6 separate regions of the Mus musculus genome follow, and all the other regions are linked to region 4. The links are chromatin contacts, called in public HiChIP or PLAC-seq, Micro-C and promoter capture Hi-C maps. All regions are on one chromosome and are shown on one strand. The core of a region is the stretch at or near the end of the contact, and the rest is flanking DNA. Distances in the headings are between cores, read along the strand shown.

What was found. A called contact is a pair of places that touch in the nucleus more often than the background predicts. HiChIP or PLAC-seq counts read pairs in DNA pulled down with a chosen protein or histone mark. Capture Hi-C pulls out chosen DNA fragments and counts their contacts.
Region 1: a promoter capture Hi-C map of liver shows a contact between it and region 4, with 2.5 times the contacts expected there. The contact joins the promoter of Ahcy here to the promoter of Pigu in region 4. A contact is called at or near these places in 6 of 39 promoter capture datasets (the C10 cell line, embryonic stem cells, erythroid cells and 3 more), 2 of 15 datasets of contacts at CTCF or cohesin (the NIH/3T3 cell line and large pre-B cells), 8 of 484 Hi-C or Micro-C datasets (B cells, CD4 T cells, LSK cells and 4 more), 15 of 115 datasets of contacts at active chromatin or transcription factors (the 230-238 cell line, the SCID.adh cell line, bone marrow-derived macrophages and 8 more) and 2 of 9 other capture datasets (adipose tissue and liver).
Region 2: a contact with region 4 is called in a promoter capture Hi-C map of adipose tissue. The contact joins the promoter of Edem2 here to the promoter of Pigu in region 4. A contact is called at or near these places in 1 of 39 promoter capture datasets (hippocampal neurons), 1 of 484 Hi-C or Micro-C datasets (CD4 T cells), 1 of 115 datasets of contacts at active chromatin or transcription factors (embryonic stem cells) and 2 of 9 other capture datasets (adipose tissue and pancreatic islet).
Region 3: a contact with region 4 is called in a promoter capture Hi-C map of liver, with 2.2 times the contacts expected there. The contact joins the promoter of Eif6 here to the promoter of Pigu in region 4. A contact is called at or near these places in 1 of 39 promoter capture datasets (hippocampal neurons), 2 of 115 datasets of contacts at active chromatin or transcription factors (memory CD8 T cells and pancreatic cancer cells) and 1 of 9 other capture datasets (liver).
Region 5: a contact with region 4 is called in an H3K4me3 HiChIP or PLAC-seq map of pro-B cells, with 2.5 times the contacts expected there. The contact joins the promoter of 2310005A03Rik here to the promoter of Pigu in region 4. A contact is called at or near these places in 2 of 39 promoter capture datasets (the 3T3-L1 cell line and hematopoietic stem and progenitor cells), 2 of 15 datasets of contacts at CTCF or cohesin (the NIH/3T3 cell line and large pre-B cells), 1 of 484 Hi-C or Micro-C datasets (liver) and 4 of 115 datasets of contacts at active chromatin or transcription factors (the 230-238 cell line, embryonic stem cells and pro-B cells).
Region 6: a Micro-C map of embryonic stem cells shows a contact between it and region 4, with 4 times the contacts expected there. The contact joins the enhancer-like site here to the promoter of Pigu in region 4. A contact is called at or near these places in 1 of 15 datasets of contacts at CTCF or cohesin (the NIH/3T3 cell line), 2 of 484 Hi-C or Micro-C datasets (both in embryonic stem cells), 4 of 115 datasets of contacts at active chromatin or transcription factors (bone marrow-derived macrophages, effector CD8 T cells, embryonic stem cells and 1 more) and 1 of 9 other capture datasets (liver).

What each region holds. Positions count from the first base shown.
Region 1 is chr2:155,073,140-155,075,839 of GRCm38.p6, forward strand. Ahcy (S-adenosylhomocysteine hydrolase) reads right to left here and starts at 1,358. Exons shown (of 10, transcript NM_016661.3): 1 at 1,226-1,358. The coding sequence starts at 1,253. It overlaps Gm39966 (a long non-coding RNA gene), which reads right to left and starts at 1,035. Exons shown (of 2, transcript XR_866885.2): 1 at 811-1,035; 2 at 1-567. It overlaps Gm45609 (a long non-coding RNA gene), which reads left to right and starts at 1,373. Exons shown (of 3, transcript XR_001783519.2): 1 at 1,373-2,700.
Region 2 is chr2:155,728,094-155,730,793 of GRCm38.p6, forward strand. It overlaps Edem2 (ER degradation enhancer, mannosidase alpha-like 2), which reads right to left and starts at 1,382. Exons shown (of 11, transcript NM_145537.2): 1 at 1,138-1,382; 2 at 798-908. The coding sequence starts at 1,244.
Region 3 is chr2:155,825,482-155,828,181 of GRCm38.p6, forward strand. It overlaps Eif6 (eukaryotic translation initiation factor 6), which reads right to left and starts at 1,444. Exons shown (of 6, transcript NM_010579.2): 1 at 846-1,444; 2 at 644-729. The coding sequence starts at 952.
Region 4 is chr2:155,356,038-155,358,737 of GRCm38.p6, forward strand. It overlaps Pigu (phosphatidylinositol glycan anchor biosynthesis, class U), which reads right to left and starts at 1,387. Exons shown (of 12, transcript NM_001004721.1): 1 at 1,229-1,387. The coding sequence starts at 1,358. Mir695 (microRNA 695) reads left to right here and starts at 780; the gene lies at 780-888.
Region 5 is chr2:155,098,629-155,101,328 of GRCm38.p6, forward strand. 2310005A03Rik (RIKEN cDNA 2310005A03 gene) reads right to left here and starts at 1,451. Exons shown (of 3, transcript NR_040634.1): 1 at 1,400-1,451; 2 at 483-607; 3 at 1-379. It overlaps Gm45609 (a long non-coding RNA gene), which reads left to right. Exons shown (of 3, transcript XR_001783519.2): 3 at 131-882.
Region 6 is chr2:155,049,432-155,052,131 of GRCm38.p6, forward strand. a (nonagouti) reads left to right here. Exons shown (of 4, transcript NM_015770.3): 4 at 1,197-1,581. The coding sequence ends at 1,367. Among named protein-coding and RNA genes, the nearest start is that of Gm39965, 5.1 kb to the left of the region's middle. Within about 2 kb of position 1,405, at least 406 of the 459 cell types and tissues checked have an H3K27ac peak or open chromatin away from gene starts, as enhancers often do. A contact at or near this core is called in the NIH/3T3 cell line, bone marrow-derived macrophages, effector CD8 T cells and 3 more, where this site is marked.

The DNA.
Region 1 (2,700 bases), core at 108-2,607, 280 kb before region 4:
TTAGCATCTACCCAGTGGAGACAATAAACTGCCCTGCTGGCTGATTAACTATCTTAATAAGAATTTGCAAAGCCACTTCCCTAGGTTCCTGTGTAATGGGATAGCATTCATCTCCCTTTGAGGACCCTTTCCAATTTAATAGAGTATTGAAATTATTTTAAAAGCTAACCAGCCTGAATTGCTTTGTTTTTCTGTTTGTTTGGTTTGTAGTTTTGTTTTGATAGGGTCTCCCCATCTTGTCCAGGTTGGTCTGGAATTCACTGTATGCCCAGGCTGACCTCTGAAATGAGCTGATCGATTCCTTGGCCTCAGTAGTGATAGCAGGGCTGGGATTACAAGCTTGTGTCACTAGGCACAGTTTGAATTGGATTGTGTTGAAATTCCATTAGGGTTGTTTCAAGTGTATTGCCTTGTATACAGACAGCAGTGGAAGAGATGAGCTTAGAGGTCATGATGTCCTGAGTCCAAATTCTAACCAGCTGCTTTCCAGTTACAAGATTCTGGGAAAATGCCCTTTATACCTCTGGATATTCATTGTAAACATAAAACCGTTCCTTCCATGGAGAGCTACAATAATAAGACGGGTTAGTCTAGAATAATGCTATAAGGCAGTGCCCATCCCACTGTAAACGCTCAAGTTAAGGTGTGTTTACTCAGACAGCTTTCTATAATCGGGACAAAACGAACAGTAATTTCTAACCACTCCAAATTTTCTAGACATCCACTAGATATCCCAGAGATTGAGCAGATGGGACCCTAAGTTCCCGTTGCACCGAGACTAGCCGTTTCCAGGCCTCTCCTCATTAGCACCTAGAACACTGATGCTCTCTCCGGCCCTGCTCAAGGCCCAGAAGACGGTGGGCCCTTGCTAGGGGCCACCCAAGCCGCCAAACGCCAGGGCCAGGGTCTGGGCCTCTAGGGCCGCTTCCCAATGGCCAGTCTCTCCGACAGGAGCACGCTGCCCGACCAAAGATCACAGCCCGCGCTGCCGCTCTGGGCGCCTACCGCGGGGCACGCCGGGACTTGTAGTCCGCGGCCGTTTCCCACTCCTGGCTCTCGGCGGCGTGTGGACTCCAATCCCCGGGCACCTGCGCGGCCAGGCCAGCGATTCTAGGGGTCCCGGGGCGCCCCGAAGCCGCCACCTAAACAAGACGCAGGTCGGTACTGACAACAAACCCAGGACGGGAGCCGAGTCGCCACGGAGGACTGAACCCTTGGGACTCACCGACTTTGTAGGGCAGTTTATCAGACATGCTGGCGGCGCTTCCGCTAGGACTGATGAACTCAGTGAAGGGGGCCGGGCGGCGCGGGGCAGGGATCTACGCCTGGCGCCGGCGTCTTTAAATATCTTCTTATTTGAATATTCATGAACCTGCTGGGGGCTGAAACTTAGGGGCGGAGCCTAGCTCGAGGCGTTGAGCGGAGCGGGAGCAAGGCTGATCTCTGCCTCAAAAATCATAAATTTTGTGCACTGTGGCCTTTGGACCCCTGGCACTCGACTAGGAGGGAGCGTGGAGAGAGGCGGTTCTTCTCCCATCCGTCCAGCCAGTGAATCAGAGGTCAAAACAAGGCAGAATTCTTAGACTCTAGCCAATTTACTAACCTGAGCCTTAACTGCTTCAATTGTAAAACTCTTGCAAGATCAAAGTAAAGAGCTGGGCCTAGTGGTATGTGCCTGTGAATCCCCACTCTGGAGACAGTGTCTGAAATCTCCCGCTCTGGAGCCAGAGCCAGGAGATTTGTCACAAATTCGAGGCCAGTCTGCTCTATCGCTAATTAGTTCCAGGCCAACCGAGGCTACAGAGTGAGGCCCTATCTCAAAAACAAAGAAAGAAAAATCACCGGTTGCAATTGTGTCACTCTCTCCTCCCTCTGTTTGCCTTTCCTTGCTCGCCCCCACCCCCTCCTCAACACCTTCTCATTCGGTAGTCTTTCTTGGTGATTCACAGGCTGCTCACATGGAAATGACTGCGGAGCTATCCGCAGGAGCATAGATAACTCACCAATGACTATACACCTGAAGAGTATGACTTCTCTCTCAGCGGCTCTCAGCGGCTAGCTTTCAGGAAGGAAACCAGGCCCCATGTTGTGTGCATATACCATCTCTGGGGAGTTCAGTTGGCCCCTTTGTAAAAAGTTGGCCTCCGTTGGACTTATCTGTCTCCTCATGGAGTAACAAGGAGGGTCACAAGACCTTCTCCTGGGTGTCCAGCTGCACCCTACCTCCTGTTATATGCAATTCTGCCTAAACTGAACATGACCTCAGGGAAGGACTAGAGTATGTAGTCAGGGAAGTAGGTTCCAGCTACCCGTCTACTGGCGAGGCCCTCATCCCTGCTGGTTGAGGTGTGGTCTCCAGCTGTGGTCTTTGGGGAAAAGCATCATTCATACCCCTATCTGGTAAGTACCCCCTGACCTGTGTATGCGTTGTCAGGAAGCTCACTGACCTCACCGGTTCCCCCAGAAGGATCTTCCGCAGAATCATACCTCAGTTTATTTGGGAGGAGGTGTAGATTTTGCTTCTGTCTCCTAGGAGGGAATTTTAGCAATGTCCCGGGACACCTCCCCCATCCATGACTGAATGTTGCTGGGGATCCAGTGTTGTGCAGGTCCTGGGCAAATAGCTGCAGTTGTGAGTTCTGATTGCAACGGCCATGCCGTGTGGGTCCACAACCCTCCTCCCCTCCATCCAGTTCTTAC
Region 2 (2,700 bases), core at 132-2,631, 370 kb after region 4:
CAAGAAATAAAAGACCTCAGCAACTGGAGAGATGGCTCAGTGGTTGAGAGCACTGGTTGATCATCTCATACCCACAGGGCACCTCACACTGTCTGTAGTTCAAGTTCCAGGGAACCTGACACCCTCACATGGTTATAGATACAGGCAAACAGCCAGTGCGCACTAAATCAATAAATCATTCTATAAAAACGAAGCAAAACAAAACAAAACAAAAACCAACTCAGGATTACAGCCCTAGTGTCAGTTTTGGCTAATGCAATGATTCTTTGCTCGACTGGGTTCTTTATTCCAGTGAAAATGAAAAGATGATATGGTAACACAGAATTACTAAACGAAAATGAATCAGGTGACTTGTATGTATGGCGGTGAGAGGAGTTGGTATGAAGCTAGACGGGAAATATTTTTCAGTCATAAAGAGTACACCAACTACAAAGGGTCTTAACTGTGGGGAGAATAACGTTCCTCCTGGGCCTGTGCGCCCACCTATAAAATGAAGGAGTTGAGTTTCCTGACTCCCGGGAGTTTTTTCAAAATATTTTGTGACTCCAGAAATGTCCCCAAGTCCTCATACGTGGTTGCCTGTTCGGCTGAGGTGAGTCCAGAGGGCTAGCCTGCCAAGTTAAGCCAAGACTTTTTTGTACTGTGAAAAGCTGTGTAGTTCTGACAGCGCTGGTTTGGACTGAGGGGACGGGGTTGAATCAGCCCAGGTCGGAAACTTTCCACAATCAGTGAGACCATGAAGCCACCAGCCCTCCTATGATCCCGGCCAACCCCCTTGGCCCTCAAGCTGGCTCTACCTGCCCCAGGTGTCGTGCCCATCACAGGTGAGAGGTCTCAGCTCATCGTAGGGAAAGGCATTTTCCAGGTAACTGTCGTAGGCGTGGTAGAACATGGCCTTGACTCGCTCCCTGGTTCGAGGGATGAGAAATAAGGTAGGGGGCCAGAACACAAAACCAGGCGGGAGAAAGGACCAGACACAGGACGGAGAATGGGAACCACAAAATGATTTCTGCCGAGGGCCCAGCAGCGGGACCAGAGCACGTCAGGGTGGGGGTCCTGGGGTGGAGGGAAGGGAAGGGACCCGGTGGGCGCTTGCCACTCCCCAGCCGTAGAGAGCGGGAGCCTGGCCCCCTTCACCTGTAGTGGGCGGGGTCGGGCGCGGTGCCGTCGGGGCCTGGCGCACCATGGTGCAGGGGTAGCAGCACGCACACGAGGCCGAGCGGGATGAGTAGCCGGAAAGGCATAGAGCTCGTGTCCTGTCAGTGCCGCCGCAGCAGCTGCAGCCACCGCCACCAGCTCATCCTCCGAGCCGCGGCTGGTTCTTCCGGGGATACGCACCACGACGCCTGCGCGTTGGGCAAGAAGCCTCTCACTTCCTGACTACAAAGCCCAGGATGCAATGGGCGGTGGAGCCCTGGCAAAAGAGCATCTCGGGATTTCTGGTCTACAGAGAGGAGTTCAACGTGTCTTAAAGACAGTGGTTGCTGTGGCTGCTGTTAATAATGTTTTCACAATCCCAGTTTCTGTTTGTTGAGCACCTTCGGTGAATTAAAGTGTTAGGAGCACTTTACAGGCGCCATCTAGTTAATTTTTGTTTTTTTTCCAAATACCTTTTAAAGGAGGGGCTAGCAGGTACTCAAGATTTGAGCAGATGCCTATGTAAATATGGATGAAAAATGTTCGGCTTTGACTATAATAGACACAGGGTTTGACAAACCATTGTGTAAGTAAACTCTAGAATTATTTTCCCAAAGCCTTAAGGTTTCCAGAAATCCCTTTTGTTCTAGGAATTCATACATTTATGACGGTCTTTCACTTTAGGGTGCCATGAAATCACGGTCCCTTCAGTCTCTAAATCAACCCAGGACTTTACCTGGACCATCTCAGTGGCTGCCATCCCTGGTGAGAATGAAGACCCAGCATTCTTCCTTTAAGAACATCTGGGCCGGCCGGGCGGTGGTGGTGCACGCCTTTAATCCCAGCACTTGGGAGGCAGAGGCAGGCACATTTCTGAGTTCGAGGTCAGCCTGGTCTACAAAGTCAGTTCCAGGACAGCCAGGACTACACAGAGAAACCCTGTCTCGAAAAAACAAAATAAAACAAAATAAAAAGAACATCTGGGCCAGTTTCCCCACTCTCTTGCTAGGTCCTAGACTCTGTTAGTGCGCTATCTACAGCAACCCCCTTCTCTTTGGTCAGTGGAATGAGCTGTAGACAACCCTAGATTTGAAGTTCGATTGGGGTTCATTACGACTCTACCATTCACACATAACCTATATAACCTTAAAGGAGTCCCTCTCATCCTCCAGGCACAGCACCCACATTTATGAAAGGGTTTGTCTAAACTGATATTTGAGATCCTTTTAATTTGAACTTTTCTTTAATTCTAGCATTGCCCAACTCTTCTTTGCTGAAAAATTCAGAGGGAAATGGCTGCTCCATTTATTGAGCAAAGTGCAGGCAGACTCTGCCTTCTTTGGCCCAGTTGTTTGTTTGTTTGTTTGTTTGTTTGTTAATTCTTGTTCTTTGACAATTTCATATATGTATGAATATGTTCTGGTCACCGCCCCTCCCCCATTACCTTCACCATTCTTCTCTCCTCCTTTTTCCTCCCAAACCCCTCCTACTGTCATTTTTTGTGGTTGTGATTGGGGTAGATTAGGTTTAATTAGGGCTGCTTACATAAGCATAGGTGAAGAG
Region 3 (2,700 bases), core at 194-2,693, 470 kb after region 4:
AACACTCGAGTTGTAGTTAGAAATTGTAAGAATTAGCCTGGTGTGATGGCGCACGCCTTTAATCCCAGCACTCAGGAGGCAGACGCAGGCGGATTTCTGAGTTCAAGGCCAGCCTGGTCTACAAAGTGAGTTCCAGGACAGCCAGGGCCATACAGAGAAACCCTGTCTCGAAAAAAACAAAAAAAAAACAAACAAAAAAAGAAATTGTAAGAATTAAATGCAGCTGAACAGGGTGACCTGGGACCTTAGTTATTTCCTGAGGGAGAAACTGATGCTCAAAAACAAGAAGCAACTTGTTCATATTCAGAGGCAGGAGAGAGATGCAAATCCTCTCCTCCGCCCTTAGGTGTGGGACTCTGTAAGTCACATAGTTCCGAGCGACAACCCATGCTTTCCAGTATCCCTGTGAAGGAAAAACGAGACCAAGAATGATAGCCAGCACTTAATGGTATTTCGCTCCGGCTACTCTCAAGTCTGAGAGACAGTGTTCTTGATCTGCAGTTCGAGTCCCACACACCCGTCAGATTCCAAAGTCCACTGGGCCCGAAAGCCTGGGAATCCCCCGATCACTGGGGGTAAGCTCCAGGAAACTAATGACTCAGAGTGCTTCGCTGTGTCCCTCGGCGTCTTCCACCCGCCTTACCCACACACATGCGCCCGATGATTCGGCAGCCGGCGATGGATGCGTGCACCACGGGAATGGCATCGGAGAGCTCACCCTCGAACACACTGTAGAAACACGGATTCGCTGCTTACTGGGGTGGGTCGCTCTTTTCAGACCTCTCGCTCTCCGCCTCCCTTCCCTTCCCGCCCCGGCGGCTCGGGACCAGAAGCTCTCGCCTCACCTATAGAAGTTCTCTGAGCCTCCGATGGCCACCAGGCAGTAGGCGTTTGTGAGTTTGGCAAAACAACCGACCTCACAGTTGTTCTCGAACGACGCTCTGACCGCCATGAGAGAGGCTGGGGGGCAGCACGACTGCGGGTTCTGGGCCGACAGATCCACTCCGGAGCCGGGTCAACCAGCCTCGCCTCCTCAAACCCCGCCCTCTCGGGCCCCTCAGATGCCCGGGCGTGCGGACGGATCCCTCCTGGCTCTCCTGCCCCAAGTCCTCTCGCCCTGCGACCCGGAACTGACTTTTGCCGCCCAGAGTCCCAACAGCTCACCAAGCGACTCCAATGTCTACACGCTGCAACAACTTCTCCCGTAACTAGCTTTCCGTTTCCGCCTCCTCCCAGGCCCGCTTCCGGGAGCGCGCAGGAGCCGGGCGGAGCTGCTGGTCACTCTAGCCCCACCCTTTGGGAGGACTCGATGGTTACTAGGTGACTCCGCCCGACCCCGCCTCCTGCACGTTTTCTTGCTTTAGGTTTTTGGCTTCACCTCCTAGTGGGTCTTTTTAGAAGGAATAATCAATCAAACCTGAGGCTGGGCAAATGAAAAGATGAGGAAATGAGGAACCGGTGTTGTCTGGTTGGAGCTGGATTGATTGGAGGGCTTTATTTACCGAGTAAGGACGGGAAAAGGGCGGATTTGAGAAAGAGGATAATCACACCCCGGCCACGCGGACGGAAGTGGGAATCTGGACCAGTGGCAAGGGTCAAGGGTTGAAGATTGAAATTTGGCATAGAGATCAACCAAGAGACCAGGATAAAGTGGTTGGAGGAGGCATAAGAACCATAGGCTGAAGAAGACAATGGAGACGGGGAAATGTGTTACGGAGAGATTGGAGGAGAAAGGGTTCTAGGGTAAGCAAAGATCTGAGAGCTGACTTGCTTCCTTGATGTGTTTATCACGCAGTTTATCACCCCATCAGCAGCCCTGGGGATAGTGGTATGGCCCATTTTCATAGAATAAACTTGTCTCAACTAGTGTAGAATATACAAAAGTCCCCAGGGTGTCTCAGAATGCCACAGTGGAAGGTAAAAGGAGCAGAGAATCACTTACCGCAGACTGTCTTATGCCATTCATTCTTCTCCAAGAAGATCTGATCTGAAAGGGGCATAAATGGCGCGGCGCCCTTTCCCCAGCCCCATCATACAGTCCCATAACCGAGAACACATCAGATTGCTACGGGGTCTAGCCACAATTGCCTTTATTGATTAGTACCATGCACAGTCTCCTGCAGGTGCTAAGTTCAGGAGAAAGACCCATGACCAGCTGCAGCCCGAGCTTCCAGAGACATTCAGCAAGGTGGTCTGTGTGTTTGTGTCTAAGTGTTCAACTACGTGCTCTGCTTATCTCCCCCAGCTCACCCCAGATCCGCTCATTGAGCCCCACACCACTCTCTGGCTTACTCTACCAAGAACTCTTAACTCTCCTCCACCTGGCTCTCCCCCTGTCCTTCAAGACCAGCCTCCAAGTCAGCCTCTCTCTGATAAGCTTTGTCGATCGCTCTACTATCTCCATGACCCTCTGTCCCTAATACAGTTTTCATCTAATACATCTGTCTTGTTCTCTGAGGTTTGTGCTTTTAAGCTTCAGCCCTCAGAATCTGCATCTAAGTAGCCTTTCGGCTCTAGGGAATGTTCAGGGTGAGGTTGTGAGCACAGCTTGGTGCAGAGTTAGGATGAAGAGTCATATGTGTATTTATAGTTTCTGAGTCTCAGGGGGGCTCTGCAGTGTGTACTAGAAGCTTGAATTTTCTGTGGCCATTCATTTAGGCAGACCATATTGATTATGTACCTGCAACAGAAGTTTTATTT
Region 4 (2,700 bases), core at 137-2,636:
TATATGTATGTATGTATGTATGTATATATGTATGTAGGTTCTGTTTTGTTTAAAGACTTAAACTTGATCTAGACAGATGGTTCAGGGGATAAGAGCACTCAATGTGCAAACATGAAGATCTGAATCTAAATTCCCAGCACCCCTGTCAAAAGACCCAAAATAACCATTGCCTGAGATGCCTGTAACTCCAGCATTGGGAGGATTGTAGGAGTGGAGACCGGCAGAAACCCCCGGGGGTGGGGGCATACAGCCCAATTGAAATAGCTTCAAGTTCAAGTAGACCCCATCTTAGGAAATAAAGGGTAGAGTAATACAGAAAGACACCAGACATCCTCCTTTGGCTTCTGAACACACACCACAAGCACACACAACCCCCGCCCATACACACACAAGTAATAATGACAATAAATAAATAAATAAATAAATAAATAAATCAAACTGTAGCCCCAACCTAACCCACATCTTTTTCTGCTCTGAATATTTCACAACCTCGGGTATTTCTTGATCCTTTGCAACCTTAAAGTCCTCTTTTTTCTAATCTTTTCCCAAACCTGGTCCTTCATTCATTCATTCCGGAAAAGGGAAGGCAGTTTACTCAGGGTCAGACACTAAGGAAGTGACTATAGAAACTTGTTCGTCTCCTCTACTGTCCTGTGGCTCCTTCAGCTCAATCTCTGTCTTCTTGGAGGCGATAGTATGCAATAGGGTTTAATACACACACACACACACACACACACACACATACATACATATATTTAAAAAGCAAACTAAGAAAAACTTCACGAGGAATCCTAGATTGGGCATAGGTGACTGAAGTACACAGCTGCCTTTCTTACAAAGGCACTGGTTACCTTGGTCCTGGTCACCGGCTCGGCTATCTGCTACTCGGTGGAACACCCCCAGCAATCTCACTGTCAAAAGCTAACACTTCACAAGTCCCAATGCACACATCACCCTCGGATATCCATCCTTCCGCGGATCCCGCCGCCTGACTCGGGATACTGGGACACGCCCCCTCGGATACCCATCCCTAGGGTAGTGGGGCTCACACTCCACATCTCCTCCACACCCCATCCTCCACACCAAAGCTCCGCCCTCAGCTCGAAAAGAACCCCCAGACGCGGGTCAGTCTCCACAGAACCGTGCGCTTGTGTCCACCTCCTCCACCTCCAATTCAATTCACAGGCTGGCAGAGCGCCGACCGCCCTACTCTAGTCAGTGGCCTCACCTCTCTTCCAAGAGCTCAGTGGGGACACCACCTCCACCCTCTCGGAAATGAACTCGGCCAAACTGGAGCGAAACAAGGCCGCCCTCACGGTCACGGCCACCACAAGCACCAGGGCCAAGGGAGCCGCCATGATAACTGAGGCGGGCGCGCAGGCAATGCGGAAGAGCCTCAAGACTTGCGCGCCACACTGTAGTACCTCCGTGGAACGAGTGCCGTGGCTGTTGCTGGAGCACACAGACTTTAGGACTACCATTCCCAGAAAGCCCTGCGGCGAGTCGACGGAAAGTGGGATGTGTCAAACTTTTTGCAAAGGTTTGGACTACGCCTCTGATCAAGCAAGAGAAGTGAAGAAATATTGTACCTATTTTACTGAGATCGTGAGCAAAATTTAAAGAAATAATTTCACTCGTGTGAATATTTTAATGTTAAAATGTTTACCTTTATATTTTTAAAAAGTGCGACACTCGTATTTACTGAGCGCCAACCATCCTCAAGGCACTATATTGTGTGGCGAGGAAACACTTTGGAGTGGTTAATTATTAGCTTTGCGACCTTCAGCAAGTTATTTAACCGAGGGAGTCAGAGCAGGAACTCAAGGCAGGAGCTTGAGGCTAAAACCGCGGAAGAACCCTGCTTTTATAGACTTTCTCTTCTGCTCATGCTCAAACAGCTTTCATGCACAACACCAGCACACCTGCCCAGGGATGCTTCCTCCTCCGACAATGAACTGGGCCCTCTCACATCAATCAATTTTTCAAAATCAAGACAATTTCTCACAGACCAATCTGATGGAAGGCAATTTTTCAACTGAGGTTTCCTCTTCCAAAATGACCTTAGATTGTGTGAAGTTGAGAATAATAACCAGGACATGTACTGCAGCAAATTCTGTGTAGGATGCAGTTTTGCTTTTCTCAGTTCAGGTTGGTAGCTTGAAATCCCTCCAGGTGGGAGTGTGTACAGCTCAGAGATAAGCAAACATAACAAGTCAGGGGTTTGGAGAGCCCGTTGATAAGCGCCAACAGAGCCCGTTGATAAGCGCCAACAGTCGTTATGTATGAAAAGTGCTACATGGGTGCTTTAAAATTAGCTATAATAATTAATTATGCAAGAAATTTTTATATCCATGAAGAAAATGGAACAGTGCATCGATTGTATGACCATGGTTAACAAAAAGTATTGAATACTTCAAAATAGGGAGTAGAGGTTTTTGATTTTTCCTAGCACAGTAATGTTTGAAGTCATATGTCAGTTACCCTATGATTACTTGTATACTGTATTGGGTTATCATACTGTACCCCAGTTAAAAAGGAAAAACTATATTTTTAGAAAAATAAAATAAAATAAAATAAAATGCATAATTGAGAATATCCATGGGGAAGGGAGGAATGCTGGTGACAGAACAGGGTGACATTTTAGATGAGAACGGCAGGATGCCTTCTCATGGTTTCCAAGCAGAGGGGACAGCCTCGGAG
Region 5 (2,700 bases), core at 201-2,700, 260 kb before region 4:
ACAGGCACTTGTAGCACCAATGCATACAAACCAGACCCTGCACAATGTGTGATGTGCGGGTACGAGCAGGTTACTCTGCAGCAAGGATTGGAAAAGGGACCAAAAGAGGAATTTCACTTTTTCTCCACAGACTCTGACACCGACTGGCTGTGTGATCCTGGACAGACTGCATCACCTCATGGACATTTTTTCATCTGTGAGGGGAAGATTTCCTGGCAGTGGTCTGAGAAATGGTGGCAAGGACTGAAGGAGTTACATGCATGGAGAGTACTGTACCACCAGTTGGGCAGAGATGGAATTGCACTTCTTTTTGCTCTGTCTTTTCATCATCTTAGAAGTGGGTGGAGCCTCCTCTTCATAATTCCTACAGGGTTTAATACTGAGGAGAAACTTTGTAAAGTAAAGGATTTTTAGGGTTGGGGCGGTGGCACAGTAGGTAAAGCGCTCGCTGTGTCAGCCTGAGGACCCGGGCTGGTACTTACAACAAAGCATGGTATGATCATCAATAATGCCAGCACAGTTGCATAACGACGGGCACATCCCCGGGGAATCAGCTGCCAGCCAATCTCATGCTAGGTTCAGTGAGCAATTTCTCCCCAAAAATAAGCTGGAGAAGGACAGAGGATGACGCTGAACTTTGACCTCTGGCCTCCACACACATGCATGAGTGAGTGCACCCACATCAACACACACACACACATGTGAAAAACAAATCTTTTAAAATAATAATATGGGTCCCTAAGTACTGGAATTGAGAACAGTGCCTACATCCCAACGTTTGTAAGATGTCAGTGGACTGCAGAATAAGTGTGGGGATAGTCCTCATGGTAATTATTTGAAGTTTCTTTCGGGCGGTAGTAAATGTCAAATTCTTTCCATTAACCATCTCTATCGTCTTTGTTCCTCTGCAGGGGCTGAGTCAGCCTGTTGGGTGACCCAGGCCTGCCCTAGGGGAGGGAGGAAGCTACACAACTAAGTCCTTTGAGCCTCACCCCTGGCCAGAGGGCATCAGCAATTGGAAAGTAGCCCGGCTTTATGGGGAAACAATGGTACCAGCCAGCTGCGGGTGAAGCTGGGCTGAGCCGCCTGGCCTGATCTGGTGCGTGTTAAGAAGGGTGCCCCTCACACCTGAAGGGTCCACTTCACTTGAAGACAACTTAAGTATCCATCAATCAGAGACAATTCTTAAAGCACTTTGGAAAGGGTGGCTCAAGAGAGTCAGGGAATGTAGGAAGGGAACCCCCTGAGCATTCCCCATGAACAGCTCTATGCATGAAATCCCCCAGTCTCCCTGCTAGAGGACCTCAGAGTCCATGGAATTGAACTATTCTGGCACATGGGGGAGAAAACAAAGGATCCCTAAGGGGCCGAAAGCTGTCTGAGGTCCCATATTACTAACAACCACAGAGCTGGAGCTAAAATCCGGGTTCCCTTTGACACGCCGAGTCCACACCGAGAAGCGATGTGTGCATAGCCTTTTATGAGCACACTCAAGTCCACATCTCTGACGAGTGTCCATCTGACACATAAGATAGTGTCTGGTCACCTGACCCCTGGAATCTGAAGCATGCGTGTCTCCAGGACAGACTCTTGCCTGTCTGACTGTCAAGTCTGTAATGCAGTAATTGCCAGAGTTCAAAGCCTGCCTCTAGAGTCTGGAAAAATAGCCCATAGATAAAATACTTGCTATACAAGCACACGTTCCAGAGTTCAAATCTCCAGAACCCATAACATCCAGGTGTGGCAGTAAGCTTCTGTAGTCCCAGTGTGGGAGTGAGTAGATAGAGGTGATCCTGTGGGTGGGGCTTTCTAGCAGGTCAATCTAGTCAAACCATTCAGCTGCAGTTTCAATGAGAGACCTTGTCTCAAAAAATCAGGTGTGGAAGCAATAAGGAAGACACCCATTGTCAAGCCGTGACTTCAACTTACACCAGTGTGAGCAGGCACATCCCCAGACGTGTGTGCATTCACATATCACACATACTTGCACACAAACTCACAAAGCTCAGGGATAACACTTCCTATGGGCGTGACCTTGGATAAATTAGTTTATTGCTTTGGTGGCTCCGAGATGGCCCTCAGTGATCTTTACCTCAGGGTGTCTATGCCCTTACGTGGACAGTTTTCTGGGGAAGGGGGGAGGAGGGGGGAGGGGGGGGGTTCCTCCCACAGGGTATCTATTCCCTGTTGTAGGCAGTTCCTTCTCACGAATGCGACTGGCCTCTGTAACCACTGAAGGATTGCAGAAGTGAGAGCCCAACCTCAGGTCAGAGAAGCCATGAGAAGTTCTATCTTGCTCTCTTGAGCCACTGGCTATGGGGAGAGTCAGCTCCCATGTCAAGCTGCTCAAGGAAAGAGCCACACAGCTAGGGGCTGAGTCCATTTTCTGCTGCTATAACACGTATAAAGAAGTTTAATTGGCTCAAAGTCCTTGAGCTCTCTGCTGAGGGCCTTCTTGCTGCATCATGACTCAGATGCATGGAAAAAAAGGAACAGGGTGTGTGTGTGTGTGTGTGTATGCTGGGGCTGTTGGTGGGGGCTGGTCTTGCTCTTGCTTCTGATGATCAACCCACTCCCACAATGCTGGCTTTAGTTTCCTGATATGATTAACCTCCTGACAACCTCCCAACACTTTCAGAATAGCATCAACATCAGAAGAGGCATTCAGACCATGTGTTACAAGTACAGAGACGCCGGGTG
Region 6 (2,700 bases), core at 155-2,654, 310 kb before region 4:
AAAAGAATGCTTTCTCGCTGACTGAGGACCATTTCATGTTTTTGTACCTATACCTAAAATCATACTACGATAATACAGGTTCCTACACTCTGATAAATAGCAGATTGAGGCATTGTTGAAATGCACATACTATTCCTGTGTAGTGTGGCTCAATTAATTGGATCAACTATAACCAAAGCAGGGAGCACTGAACAAAATACATATACATGCTAGGTGCTGGCAATACAGCAGTAAACAAGAGATTATAGCTGTGTGGAGCTTACGTCTGAGTGGGGAAACCAGCCTTCAAGTAAATCAATAAAGAAATCTAAAGTCTTATATGATACATACTGTAAAGGAATTAAAGCATGGGGAAAGCCTAGAGAAGTAGCATTAAACAAAAAAAATTAGTAATCTAGAGCAATGTCCAGTAGAAACACAGTATAAGCCATAAATGTATAATTTTGTATTTTCTAATAGCTGCCTTAAAAGACTAACAATATTTAAAACTCGGTATAAAGTATTACTATTTCAACATCTAAAAATTTTTTTAAAGTTACTTTTGTGCAGTCTTTAAAATCTGGTAAATAGCTGTCACTGCACACATCAATTCCAACGCTAAATGTGGACCTAGTATTTATGTTTAACAGGAAAATATATGTTTACGTTACACTTAAATAGAAAACTCGGTTCCTCAGCACACAGGACCTGACTACCAGTGCTAGAATGTCTCTAGGCTATGGGGTAGCTAGCCCAAAGGACAGATGCCAAACACAGGAGTCCTCCAGGGCCAAAAGGAAGTTTGTTTCTCCCTAGAGAAATCACTGGGAGCCCTTAAGCGGACGATGAGGTCATAGGAAGGGCCTTCTTTGGCCACTGGAGGATGTTAACTCTAGAGGACAGGGTGGCTAAGGGAAAGAAGACAGTGAGTGGCCTAACCCAGGGGCAATGGATAACACGGATGGTGACAGGCTTCAAACCGGAAGGTTGTTTAAAATTGGGGCTAAGTGGGGCCTAAGAAAAGGGCCAGGTCAGAGCTAGGTAAGCTTGAAGATGAAGGCGATGTGCAGGTTGGGGTGGAGGGCAAGGACCCACTGGGATGCCCTGTGTGCATGAAAAAAAAGGGGGGCAGAGGTCTCTGGTCCTGGACCTCCACAGTACATGAGCATCGCAGGATGGCGTAGCCCGTTCAGTAGTCCTCAACGTCTCTCCTACAGAAAAAGGCTTCGATGAAGAAGGTGGCAAGGCCCCCGCCACCTTCGCCCTGCGTGGCCACCCGCGACAGCTGCAAGCCACCCGCACCCGCCTGCTGCGACCCGTGCGCCTCCTGCCAGTGCCGTTTCTTCGGCAGCGCCTGCACCTGTCGAGTACTCAACCCCAACTGCTGACGCAGCTTCTTCGCTGCGCGCGCAGCTTCGGGAACGGGTGATTGGGCGGGGCTTCAGGGTCCCGCGCTTCTAGGCTGAGGGGCGGGTCTCTGTGGGTGGGGCTTGTGGGTGGGCGTGGTCAGTGGTTGTGACTTGTGGGCGCTTTCAAAAAACCGGTTTTCTAGGAAACCTAGTGGAAGCTAAAATCAGAATACAATAATATTTTTAGGCTGCCGAGGAAGTGTGACTATTTCTTTTAAAAGCCGAAAGCTTCCGGCCGCTTTCCATTATAGAGTCTGGTCCTTGCGGATACCCCGCAGTCTGCGCACGCGCCAGCCACTCTTGCCCATAGGGAAACTACATAGCGCCTACAGCTGCTCGCGTGGTTGCTGTTGCTGCATCTTAGGGATGGGCACAATGTTGGCAGTTCCTTCCAGTCTGCCAGTGTCTAGGCTGCCTCCAAACTAAGGGAAAGAAGCCATTAGGGAACCACCTTCCAGTCTTTTCACCCATTCTCTTAAGCGGGAGCACAAAAATCTTAAGATGTTCAGAATTCCATTAGCAGTCTCAGCCGGGTGGGCGAGGGGAGGCGGGACCGTGCATTTGCAATGGCTTTCTAAATCCAAAAGGATTTGGGTTGAGGATTCCAGAACTTTTAAGAGGCTCTCAATCAAAGTCACCACCCAAACCCACTCCTCTTTTAGTCACAAGGGCACACGGATGTTTGGACCTGAGAGTTTTTCTTACGCCAGGCAGTAGTCCCAGCCTTTTTTTTTTTAATTCTAAAAATCTTGAGCTTAGACTCCCAAAGACACAAAATTTTAGATAGCCTTCCTCAATCTTCACCCTAGTTCCGTTGACCAGTAAGAAAGTGTGGGGGTTGGGAGTGGGGATGGGGCTGAAAAGCAGCAATCGAGCGAAATTATTAAGGACCAATTGCCAAAAATGTTCCAGACTGTTTCCTGAAGTCCCTCAGAGTCTCAGTCTGTAAGAAGCTGAGGTGTGGTGATGTAATTTTGAAAGAACTGCGCGAGGTAGAACACTCGCAGGAAGGAGTCAAGAGTTTGGGAAGCAGGGCTCGGTAAGGAAGGACCAGCAGGGAGGGGCAAATGGACGCCCTTTGAGACTAGAGGAAGGGCTATAGACAATGTCGTCTACTTGTGGAGGAGGCTATGGAGCTGTGCACATAGTGCTAGGAAGAAAGGCTGAGAAGAAAGTGTGCAGCACAGAGCTCCTTCCCTAGTCTAAGTTGCCCCTACTCTACCCCTGCAAATTACTACACTAGCAATACCAAAAGAAAACAAAAAGGCCTGACCACCCCCACCCCCAAAAAAGATTCCATAGAGAAGTTATC